3 separate regions of the Mus musculus genome follow, and regions 2 and 3 are each linked to region 1. Evidence: chromatin contacts called from public HiChIP or PLAC-seq data. All regions are on one chromosome and are shown on one strand. Each heading gives the region's core, a stretch centred on a gene start, on an enhancer-like site or on the middle of the called end of the contact. The rest is flanking DNA. Distances are from core to core; before and after follow the strand shown. Region 1 holds the start of Banp (BTG3 associated nuclear protein). Region 2 overlaps Zfpm1 (zinc finger protein, multitype 1). Region 3 overlaps Zfp469 (zinc finger protein 469).

Region 1 (3,020 bases), core at 373-2,872:
GGACTCTCATTCAGCCCTTCATTGCTGCCTACTGGTGCCAACCCACCCTTTCCCCACCATCCACTCATCTGCTTGATGGTTGCACTAAATACATTTGAAGTCCTGGGATGGAGGAGACGGCAACGCCAGGGGTGAAAGGGAGGTTAAGGGGGATGTTAGGGTGACATGCTGGGGATGACGTCACCATTACTCTGTTTTTCCGTGCGGTCAGGCATTCATGTTCAGAACTCTCACAACTACAGTTTTAAAATCTGGGCCCAATTGAGGGGCGGTGGGAGGAGATAGTACAACTCTCTAAGAGTTTCTGGCCAAGTTCCTCGTAGTTCCTCTGGGCTTAGCTTTCTTTCTTTTTATTTTAAAGATTTATTTATTTATTTCATGTATGTGGGTACACTGTCACTGTCTTCAGACACACCAGAAGAGGGCATTGGGTTCCCATTACAGATGGTTGTGAGCCATCATGTAGTTCCTGGGGTTTGAACTCAGGACCTCTGGAAGAGCAGTCAGTGCTTTTTTTTTTTTTTTTTTTTTTTTCCCCAAATGAGACAGGGCTTCTCTGTATAACTCTGGCTGTCCTGGAACTCACTCTGTAGATTGGGCTGGCTCGAACTCAGAAATCTGGCTGCCTTTACCTTCCAAGTGCTGGGATTAAAGGTGTGCGCCACCACTGCCCAGCAGGTCTCATTTTAACAGCACAGTTCTAGGTTGAAATCTTCAAGACAATCCTGAGGTAAAGTGGCACAGGATCAAACCCCAGACAGAGCACAGTGGTTTAGAAGGGCTGTCCCAAGGTTGCCCAGCTGGTAGCTGCACTGAGTCATGGCTTTATTATCGGCACAGGGGAACGGGCAGGAAACAGGTTTTTGTTTTGTTTAGTTTTCTAAGTGAAAATAACTCCTGTAATCCCGGTTTGTAGGATTGCTCACTGCGAACATGCAGAAGGGGACAGCCTGGAAAGGAACACTGACGACAGACCAGGTGCAGAGAACCATTAGTGGCATTTCTGGCAACAAATGCACATCGATGCTGCATAGCTCCTATTGCATGATACGTAAGCATGTCACATATAATCTCTATCACAGTGACAGTGTCCCCACGACCAGCTTGTCCATAAGGAAGTCAGGCAACTTTCCAGACAATGCCACTGAACGAGCCCGGAACGTCTGAGACCGATGCCAGGTAGAGTAGGTAGGACGGGTTTGGGAGCGTACAGCCCATTTGAGCCGCTGACACTACAAGTCCCAGCAGCCCTCAGGGCAGGGAAGGCATGGGGCAGCCAGAATCCGGATGGACTACAAATCCCAGCAGGCAAATCATGGCCGCAGAGACTACCAGTCCCAGGACGCATCGTGCCACACACAGCGCACACTGGGATTTGTAGTCGTCAGGGCAGCGTTAGTGTGTTCACACCCATCAAAGAGGACGTACATTCCTCAGATTGAACACTGGAGGATTTACTGCTTTAGCAAGTAACATGGACGTGAGATGGGGAAGTAAGGGCCCAGCGAGTCAACTCTCGGAGCAGGGGAGGACAACTGCGCATGCTCGTTGGAGTCCGTCGGCGAAAGCGCGCGCCAGAGGCGCCCAGAGCAGGCCCCGCCCCCTTCCCGACCGGCCCCGCCCTTGAGCCGGGAGCCCAGGGAGCCTGCGCTGAGGGCGGGGCGCAGGCCGTGGGGAGGCGCTCGCGGCGCCTGCGCAGAGCGGCTGCTTCTCTCGCGAGGACGGACGCCATTATCGCAGCTCCCCGACAAACACCACGAGAATTCCGCAGCCCACACGGTAATTGCAGCTCCCGCAGCCGGTCGCGCCTCCACTCCCCCTTCCCGCGGGGCGAGAGCGAGAGCGAGAGCGAGATCTCCGGCCGCCCCCGCCCCGCCCCGCCGCCAACCGTCGCCAACGGCCACGGGGCCGCACGCCGGGCTGGGCGGGGGCCGGCGGGCCGCGGGATGTCCGCGCGTCGCCTCCGCGCCTCCACCCGCCGGGGCTGCGGGACCCGGGAAGCGAGCGAGCGAGCGGGCGAGCGGCCGAGGCCCGGCGGCCGTGCTCGCGTGCGTTCGGCTCCGGGGCCTCGGCGCCTCCCGGGCCCGCGCCCGGCGCTCCTGTCACGGGCTCGGCGCGCGGGCGCTGTGGCCCTGGCTCGGCCGCCCAAGTCTCTCAGGACTGAGCCTCGCGCGCTGCGCCCGGGCCCCGCGCGCCGCCCCGCCGCCTAGGTGGCCCCATCTCCCGGCCGTTGTTGGCGCTATGCCCCGGTAACCGGGTGACTTCGCCCTGGTTGGCGCGTCCGCCCGCCTCTGCTCTGCTCTCTGTTGACATCGGGGCCGAGACTGGTGCTCGCTTCCCCACCTAGCGTCACGTCCCCGTCCCGCACAGCCTGGCTCTTTTTTTTCCTTGTTACTTGTGGTGGCCTTTGTTTCTCTGCTCCTGGTGACATTGTAACTTCTCGGAGATAGTGTGGAACCTCCGGCTTCCCTCTACCTCCTCTCTGCCTTTCTTCTAATCTGGGTTGGGGACGCTTTAGGCGGGTGCAGGTAGGTCCCGAGGTCTTTCTTTCGCTGCACGCCTGGTCAGCTCAGGACGCAGTGTTTCAGTCAGCTTTCTTCTTGAGTCCCCAGGGAGCCTCTGCCAAGGACTTCCTTTCTGGTAACTGTTTCCTCCCTGGACCGGCCTAAGGTCTTCTTGGCATTGGAACAGGTCTGCCCTTCGCAGGTATGCTCGGTAGGCGTGTCCTCGAGCGCTGGGAGATTGTCCCAAGAGCCTTTCTTAAAGTCGTTAGAGAGTTTGTCGCCCTCCCCCCCACCCCCGCCCCATTTGGGCACACTACTTGAGTTTCTTTATCTTTCTATTCCTTTTTGATTTTCATTCCAGGAAAGAACTTCAGTTTATCTTTCACCCCAGTGGCGCAGGACTTTTAATTCCAAGCACTTAGGAGACAGAGGCAGGTGGATCTTTGCCAGTTTGAGGCAACCTCGTTTACATAGTGTTTACATAGGCAACCTCCCCTATCTCGGGGAGGGGGCCGG
Region 2 (3,020 bases), core at 302-2,801, 380 kb after region 1:
GCTCGTGTTTTTATCATGCGGTGAACACGCTGCTCCGGAGAGCGATAAGCGTTAAACCGACCGCGAGGCTGTCAGTCTCAGTTTGAGGGTTTAGAAATATTGGGACGAATAATTAGATTTCATATCGTTACCACAGCACCCATCAGAGGATCAGGCAGATTAATTTTCTCACCCTCCTCCGCTCATTAATATTCATTAGAGTAGTGGAAGGCTGAGGCAGGGAGGGCCAGACCCAGCCACCTCACTGACAGCCATCTGCTGGGGCCAGGAACAGCTAGCCTGTGAGAGTCAGAGGCCCCCTGTGTGGCTGCCCACACCCGTCTGCTGCTTACTCTGTGCTATCCAACTGTGACCTTGAAAGCTCACCTACCCCCTGCATCCCTGGGAGCCACCTCCTGACGGAAGCCAGCCGATCTGAAGCAGGCTCTTGGGTAGAATGCACTCCCTCAGTGGACGTGTGGCAACTGCCAGCAAGGTCCAGGGTGCAAGGCAATACCTAGGTCCAGAGATGCCTTACTGTTCATGTTATCCTTCAAGCAGAGCATAAGTAAGCAGCCGTGGCCAGTATACACAGCTCTAGGGCTTCCTGTATCCTCACATTCATCTGTGCCCAGGGCAGAAAGGCCCACAGAGAAGGGCACAGCCTCCCTAGCCCCCAGCTCTCCCACCGCCCTGAGATGGTGGCAGGACAAGGAAGGGGATTCCTTCCCCTATCCTGACAGCAACTTTGTCATGTGGGCCTCACCGTGCTGGCATACAGGAAACTGAAGCCAGAGGTGCAGGTGTTACCTGCTAGGACTCCAGGGCTCCCCTTCAGAACCAGCTTATCTCCACTCCCTGCTCCATGGCAAGCCACGTGGCAGCAGGCAGGTGACGTGGAAGCCACCGGGCTGGGCTGTCATGACCTCATGGGTCACTGGGAGTTCCCAGCTAGTAGGCCTTATCTTGTTGGCTCTGTATATGCCATGTGAATGCGATCTGTAAAGAGTTGGTCCACAGGGGTCACAGGAGAAAGGTCAGACCTGAACCCTGACGTTTGGCCCCAGAGCCTATGTGGGCATCACACACAAGGGGACCCAGGAGTGCCAAGCACTGTCCTGGCAGTTCCCCTTACAGTCAGCAGCCTGTTTCTCCTCCTGTTCCAGCCTGTTGGTCATCTTCCTTACCCAGTGAGCTCATTGCCATGACCACCGCAGCGGTTCTTAGGAGCCGGGAGTGAGCAGGGGCTCTAAGCTTTGGGTTAAGAGTTCCTGGGGTGCAGGTTTCTGAGTGAAAGGCATTTATTTGAATCAAACAGCGAATGGCCGACAGGATGATACACAGGCCTGCTCTGCCTTTACACATAGTGCCCGAGTGGCTTAGTCCAGGGGCTAAGTAAGCTCAGCGAACAGGGAGGTGCCCAAGTGGCAGCAGTCACCCACCCCACCCTCCAAGGATAGACAGGACTGGGCCTCTGCTGTCCCTGCCTTCCACTGGCTGTGTCTCATCCTCCACCGGAGACCAAATCCCAGCCCAGCCTTCCAGCCTGGGCTGCACAGAGACATGGCCACGTACACTTACTTCCTCTGCTGCTGGGCTGAGAGCCAGGGTGCAGGGGGCAGGAAGCAAGCAGCTTTGGTGGCCCTGGGGGGCTGAGCCCAGAGCTCTTCCCTTCCAGGTTCAGATGGAGCTGCAGAGGAAGTGTGTGGCACAGCCCTAGGCTGGAACTTCTAACCCCAACCCCCTCCCCTTTATTCTGTCTCAGTTCCCTGGCCCATATGATGGGGAAGAGGGCACAGAGCCTCAGCTACCCACTACCCCTCGCTCCCTGGCAACACAGCTGTCTTGGGTTGGGGCAGCCAATCTCAGGAGAAGGACAGTGCTCTCAATGAACGGACAGGGCCAAAAGTTCCACCCTGCACCAGAAAGGAAAGCTCTACTGTACAGAGACATGGGCTCGTGCTCTCCCTCTCTCCCTCTCTCCCTCTCTCCCTCCCTCTCTCCCTCTCTCCCTCCCTCCCTCCCTTTCTCAGTTCCTTGCAGGAATCTAGCAGTTGCGTGGTATGGGCCATACCCTTGGTGCCAGCAGCTCTGCTGTCACAGAAAGAGAACACACATCAGCAGGCTCTATAGATTCAGTGCTTGACAGCTCTAGACCTTTGTTCCCAACAGAGACCAATGCATAGCCTGGGAATGCACAGCTCCCTGCCATGCCTCCAGTTATCATAGTGTTTGAACTACACAAGTCCTACTGCTATGAGCTACCAGGCTGCTGACCACCACTACACAACAGAGCAAAGCCCCCCACTCGGCATCCTATATAGACTGAGCCTTTCCCATCTCCACTCTTCTCTAGGGCCCAGCTGTGACCCTGATGGTGGATGAGAGCTGCTGGCTAAGGATGCTGCCCCAGGTCCTAACTGAAGAAGCCGCCAACTCAGAGATCTACAGGAAGGGTCTGTATCTCATGCCTGCCTCCCTCCCCGCTAAGGTCTTTCAGAAGGCAGGGTCACTTGGTTCTGACTGGTCCAGCTCTTAAAGGGACACCAGCTTATCTGGGTAACAATCAAACTGCCTGAGAGAGCACCCTGAACCCCATCTGAGAGGATGATGGACAACCTTTGGAGCTGCAATCCCATGCGAATCATAACCACTGACACAAGAGCTAGAGGGACCACCCTGGGCCCTCTACAGCCAGCCCCTGAACACAAGAGCTAGAGGGACCACCCTGGGCCCTCCACAGCCACTGAACACAAGAGCTAGAGGGACCACCCTGGGCCCTCCACAGCCACTGAACACAAGGGCTAGAGGGGCCACCCTGGGCCCTCCACAGCCACTGAACACAAGGGCTAGAGGGGCCACCCTGGGCCCTCCACAGCCACTGAACACAAGGGCTAGAGGGGCCACCCTGGGCCCTCCACAGCCACTGAACACAAGGGCTAGAGGGGCCACCCTGGGCCCTCCACAGCCACTGAACACAAGAGCTAGAGGGACCACCCTGGGCCCTCCACAGCCACTGAACACAAGGGCTAGAGGGGCCA
Region 3 (3,020 bases), core at 249-2,748, 320 kb after region 1:
AGACTTGTTCGATGATGACATCTCCTTCTCTCGGCTCTTCCCCCTGGATGGCCGCCTCACTCAGAAGAACCTACGAGTCTATGGGAAGCGCTGCCAAAGGCCAAAGTGCCCATCACCGAAGGAGCCCATCGCTGAGGTGATAAACAGTGTCTCACTCGGCTCCACGCGCCTGCCTACCGATCTCAGTGACTCGGGCTCTCTCTGCCTGTCCCGAGAGGAAGAGGATGTGTGGGATGATGAAGTCATGAGTTTGCCCGAGTCCCTCCTCCTCGATGGCCTTCTAAGCAATAAGACACCTGGCCTTGACCCATGGACCCCCAGCCTCAGCCTGTGGGCCCTGGAATCCGACAGGCAAACCAGCTGCGTGGAGGAGAAGCCTTCCTGCTTGATGGAGAACCAAGATGAATGGTCAGAGCCCATCCCGCAGCTGCACATGGTCCCAGCAGCCTGGCGGGACCTGGAACACTGTAGCCCAGCCTGTGAGACAGCCTCTTCTGTTGGAGACATGAGCCCGGAACCCCCTAACCTAGAAAGGGAACATGACAACAGGCCTCCTGGAAATGCCAGCCTGCCCCCACTTTACGTTAAGGACTTTGAGGCTCTCAGCACCCAGCTGGAGATACAAGACCTGTGCTTTCTGAGACCCTGTAGTGACCTTGTTGAACTCTCTAACCCAGGCGCCCTAGACTTCCAGGTCACAGCAAATTCACAAGGCCCTCCAGACAAAAGAATGGAGGGAACTGCCCGGGCCAGACGAGCCAAAGGCAGAGACCTGCGGGTGAAGGGCAAGAGGGCCTCCTACAAGTGCAGGGTGTGCTTCCAGCGGTTCCATAGCCTGGGCGAGCTGGATCTCCATAAGCTGTCGCACAGCCCCTCGCCGCCCCCAACTTGCTACCTGTGCGTGGAGCGCAGATTCAGTTCCCGGGAGCTTCTACGGGAGCACTTGTGGGAGAAGCACGTGCAGGGCAAAGCAGGGCCGTGGGCCTGTGGCATGTGCCTGAAGGAGGTGGCTGATGTCTGGATGTACAACCAGCACCTTCGGGAGCACGCAGCCCGCTTTGCCCGAAATGGCCAGGCGCGGCGAGCCTTAGGAGACCTGCCCGGGTGCTTGGAAGGGGAAAGCGCCCTCACGCACTTCCTGAACACCATTGTGGAGCGAGCATCCAAACCCCAGAGGACCAAGCGCTCGATCGGCAAAGACAGTAGGGAGCCATCAGAGCAGGAAGGAGACGCTGGAAAGAAAACCCCAAGAAGGATGAAGCGCAAGGCACGTGCCTCGGTCACCCCCAGCCAAGATGGCGCCGAAGGAGGCAGCCTATCCGTTCTGACCAGCAGTTCTGCCACCTGCTCTGACTCTGCCAAGACGCCCCCCGCCCCGTCCCCAGACCCTTGGTCCCACGGCGAGTCCCCGCTCCAAGCTGTACCAGTGCACGAGGACTGCAAGGACCCCTCCCGTGACTGCCACCACTGTGGGAAGCAGTTCCCCAAGCCCTTCAAGCTGCAGCGCCACCTGGCGGTGCACAGCCCACAGCGCGTCTACCTGTGTCCCCGGTGCCCGCAGGTCTACCCTGAGCCCTGGGAGCTGAAGGTACACCTGGGCCTGACCCACGGGGTGACAGAGGAGAAGGAGCTCCCACACGTGCCTCTCTATGCCTGTGAGCTCTGCGCCAATGTCATGCACGTCATCAGGAGGTCCTTTGTCTGCAGCTCCTGCAACTACACCTTTGCAAAGAAGGAGCAATTCGACAGGCACATGGGCAAGCACCTGAGTTGCGACCTGCAGCCCTTCACACTCCGGAGTGTTAAGCGGCCAGGGGTTCCTAGGAGGAAGACCCGTGTCTCCCAGGATGTGCTACCCAGCAAGCAGAACAGGCTGATGGCGCCCTTCAGTCCCCCTGAGCTCAGCACTGACAGAATCCCCTCCACAACCAGCCCTACACCAAGTGAGGTGTCCCTTCCTGCACTGCCCCTAGCGCCTAGCCTCATCCTGGACCAGCCCAGTTCTCAAGAGAACCCTGTGGACCAGGCAGACCACTCACCCAGGGGGAACAACCTACCACTGAGTGGCCAGGATCTTCCACCTCCGTCTCTGTCTCCTTTCTCAGCTGCCTCAGCTGAAGGTACAGGCGGCTGCTGCAAGCTGAACAGAACCCTGGAGAAACCAGAACACGAGGCTTCCTTGGGAAGCCTTGAGCCATGTAAATGGCAGGCTCTGGTAGGGGAAAAGAGGGCCCTTCACCTGTTCCCAGGAAAACACAAGAGTCCAGGCAACGGAGACAAGTGTGCCCCTGGGTGTTCCCCAGGGCACCCCTCTCAGCTCCAGGAGAGGCTAGTGACCACACACCACATGGCACCTGAGGGGAGAATAGAGGGTCCCTCCCAGAAGGGCAATGCCACCAAACCAGGAGCCTACTCAAGTACCTCCCATCACAGAGCAGCAGAGCCCACCAAAAAAGCACTGAAGCCACCAGCACCACCCCGAAAACCAGGAGGGATGGGGATCCCAGCCGCAGAGCTGGTCTTGAGTCCTGAGGACAGGGTAAAGCCCAACACTTCTAAAGGTAAACTGCGAGGCACCCCTCAGAGCAGTGGAGGGCTCCAGCCTGGCACTCAGACAGGGGGTGGCAGCCAGCCCCAGCCAACCAGTGGGCAGCTCCAAAGTGAGATGGCCTCCACCCCTACTGAGCCCAGCTGTCCTAGCTGGGCGAGCTCCACCCCGGACCAGCCCCCACCTCGAGCCCACACCAAGGGTAGCACCAGAGGGCCTGGGGACGCTGTTCATCAGGGGGTCCAAGTGCATTCAAGTCCCAGGGAGAAAAGAGAAAGCCATGGAAGACAAAGGAAGGGCCAGGCCCTGGGACTGGGCAGACATGGAAGCGTGGGAAACACTGGGAAAGCCCCCTTGGCCCCCGACAAGTCATCCAGGGCCCCCCGAAAGCAAGCAACTCCCAGCCGAGTTCCCCCTGTCAAGTCGAGACCCAGTGGCCAGAGCAGCAGGGCAAGGCCACAGCCATCAGCAC

Evidence for each region. HiChIP or PLAC-seq counts read pairs in DNA pulled down with a chosen protein or histone mark.
Region 2: an H3K4me3 HiChIP or PLAC-seq map of bone marrow-derived macrophages shows a contact between it and region 1, with 4 times the contacts expected there. The contact joins the enhancer-like site here to the promoter of Banp in region 1. A contact is called at or near these places in 7 of 39 promoter capture datasets (the 3T3-L1 cell line, cranial neural crest, embryonic stem cells and 4 more), 1 of 15 datasets of contacts at CTCF or cohesin (the NIH/3T3 cell line), 19 of 484 Hi-C or Micro-C datasets (the AML12 cell line, the C2C12 cell line, bone marrow-derived macrophages and 12 more), 24 of 115 datasets of contacts at active chromatin or transcription factors (the HPC-7 cell line, SST interneurons, T-cell acute lymphoblastic leukemia and 16 more) and 4 of 9 other capture datasets (adipose tissue, bone marrow-derived macrophages, embryonic stem cells and 1 more).
Region 3: an H3K4me3 HiChIP or PLAC-seq map of bone marrow-derived macrophages shows a contact between it and region 1, with 8 times the contacts expected there. The contact joins the enhancer-like site here to the promoter of Banp in region 1. A contact is called at or near these places in 8 of 39 promoter capture datasets (the C10 cell line, cranial neural crest, erythroid cells and 4 more), 1 of 15 datasets of contacts at CTCF or cohesin (the NIH/3T3 cell line), 14 of 484 Hi-C or Micro-C datasets (CD4 T cells, the G1E-ER4 cell line, bone marrow-derived macrophages and 8 more), 23 of 115 datasets of contacts at active chromatin or transcription factors (the SCID.adh cell line, SST interneurons, bone marrow-derived macrophages and 13 more) and 4 of 9 other capture datasets (adipose tissue, bone marrow-derived macrophages, macrophages and 1 more).

Annotation. Positions count from the first base shown.
Region 1 is chr8:121,948,870-121,951,889 of GRCm38.p6, forward strand. It overlaps Banp (BTG3 associated nuclear protein), which reads left to right and starts at 1,623. Exons shown (of 14, transcript NM_016812.4): 1 at 1,623-1,779. Gm27011 (predicted gene, 27011) reads right to left here and starts at 1,776. Exons shown (of 1, transcript NR_169031.1): 1 at 809-1,776.
Region 2 is chr8:122,329,755-122,332,774 of GRCm38.p6, forward strand. Zfpm1 (zinc finger protein, multitype 1) reads left to right here. Exons shown (of 10, transcript NM_009569.4): 5 at 2,336-2,435. Among named protein-coding and RNA genes, the nearest start is that of Gm46056, 13 kb to the right of the region's middle. RefSeq lists an enhancer at 1-207. Within about 2 kb of position 1,552, at least 49 of the 459 cell types and tissues checked have an H3K27ac peak or open chromatin away from gene starts, as enhancers often do. A contact at or near this core is called in T-cell acute lymphoblastic leukemia, adipose tissue, bone marrow-derived macrophages and 2 more, where this site is marked.
Region 3 is chr8:122,268,118-122,271,137 of GRCm38.p6, forward strand. It overlaps Zfp469 (zinc finger protein 469), which reads left to right. Exons shown (of 3, transcript NM_001362883.1): 3 at 1-3,020. Among named protein-coding and RNA genes, the nearest start is that of Zfpm1, 13 kb to the right of the region's middle. Within about 2 kb of position 1,499, at least 50 of the 459 cell types and tissues checked have an H3K27ac peak or open chromatin away from gene starts, as enhancers often do. A contact at or near this core is called in SST interneurons, bone marrow-derived macrophages, embryonic stem cells and 4 more, where this site is marked.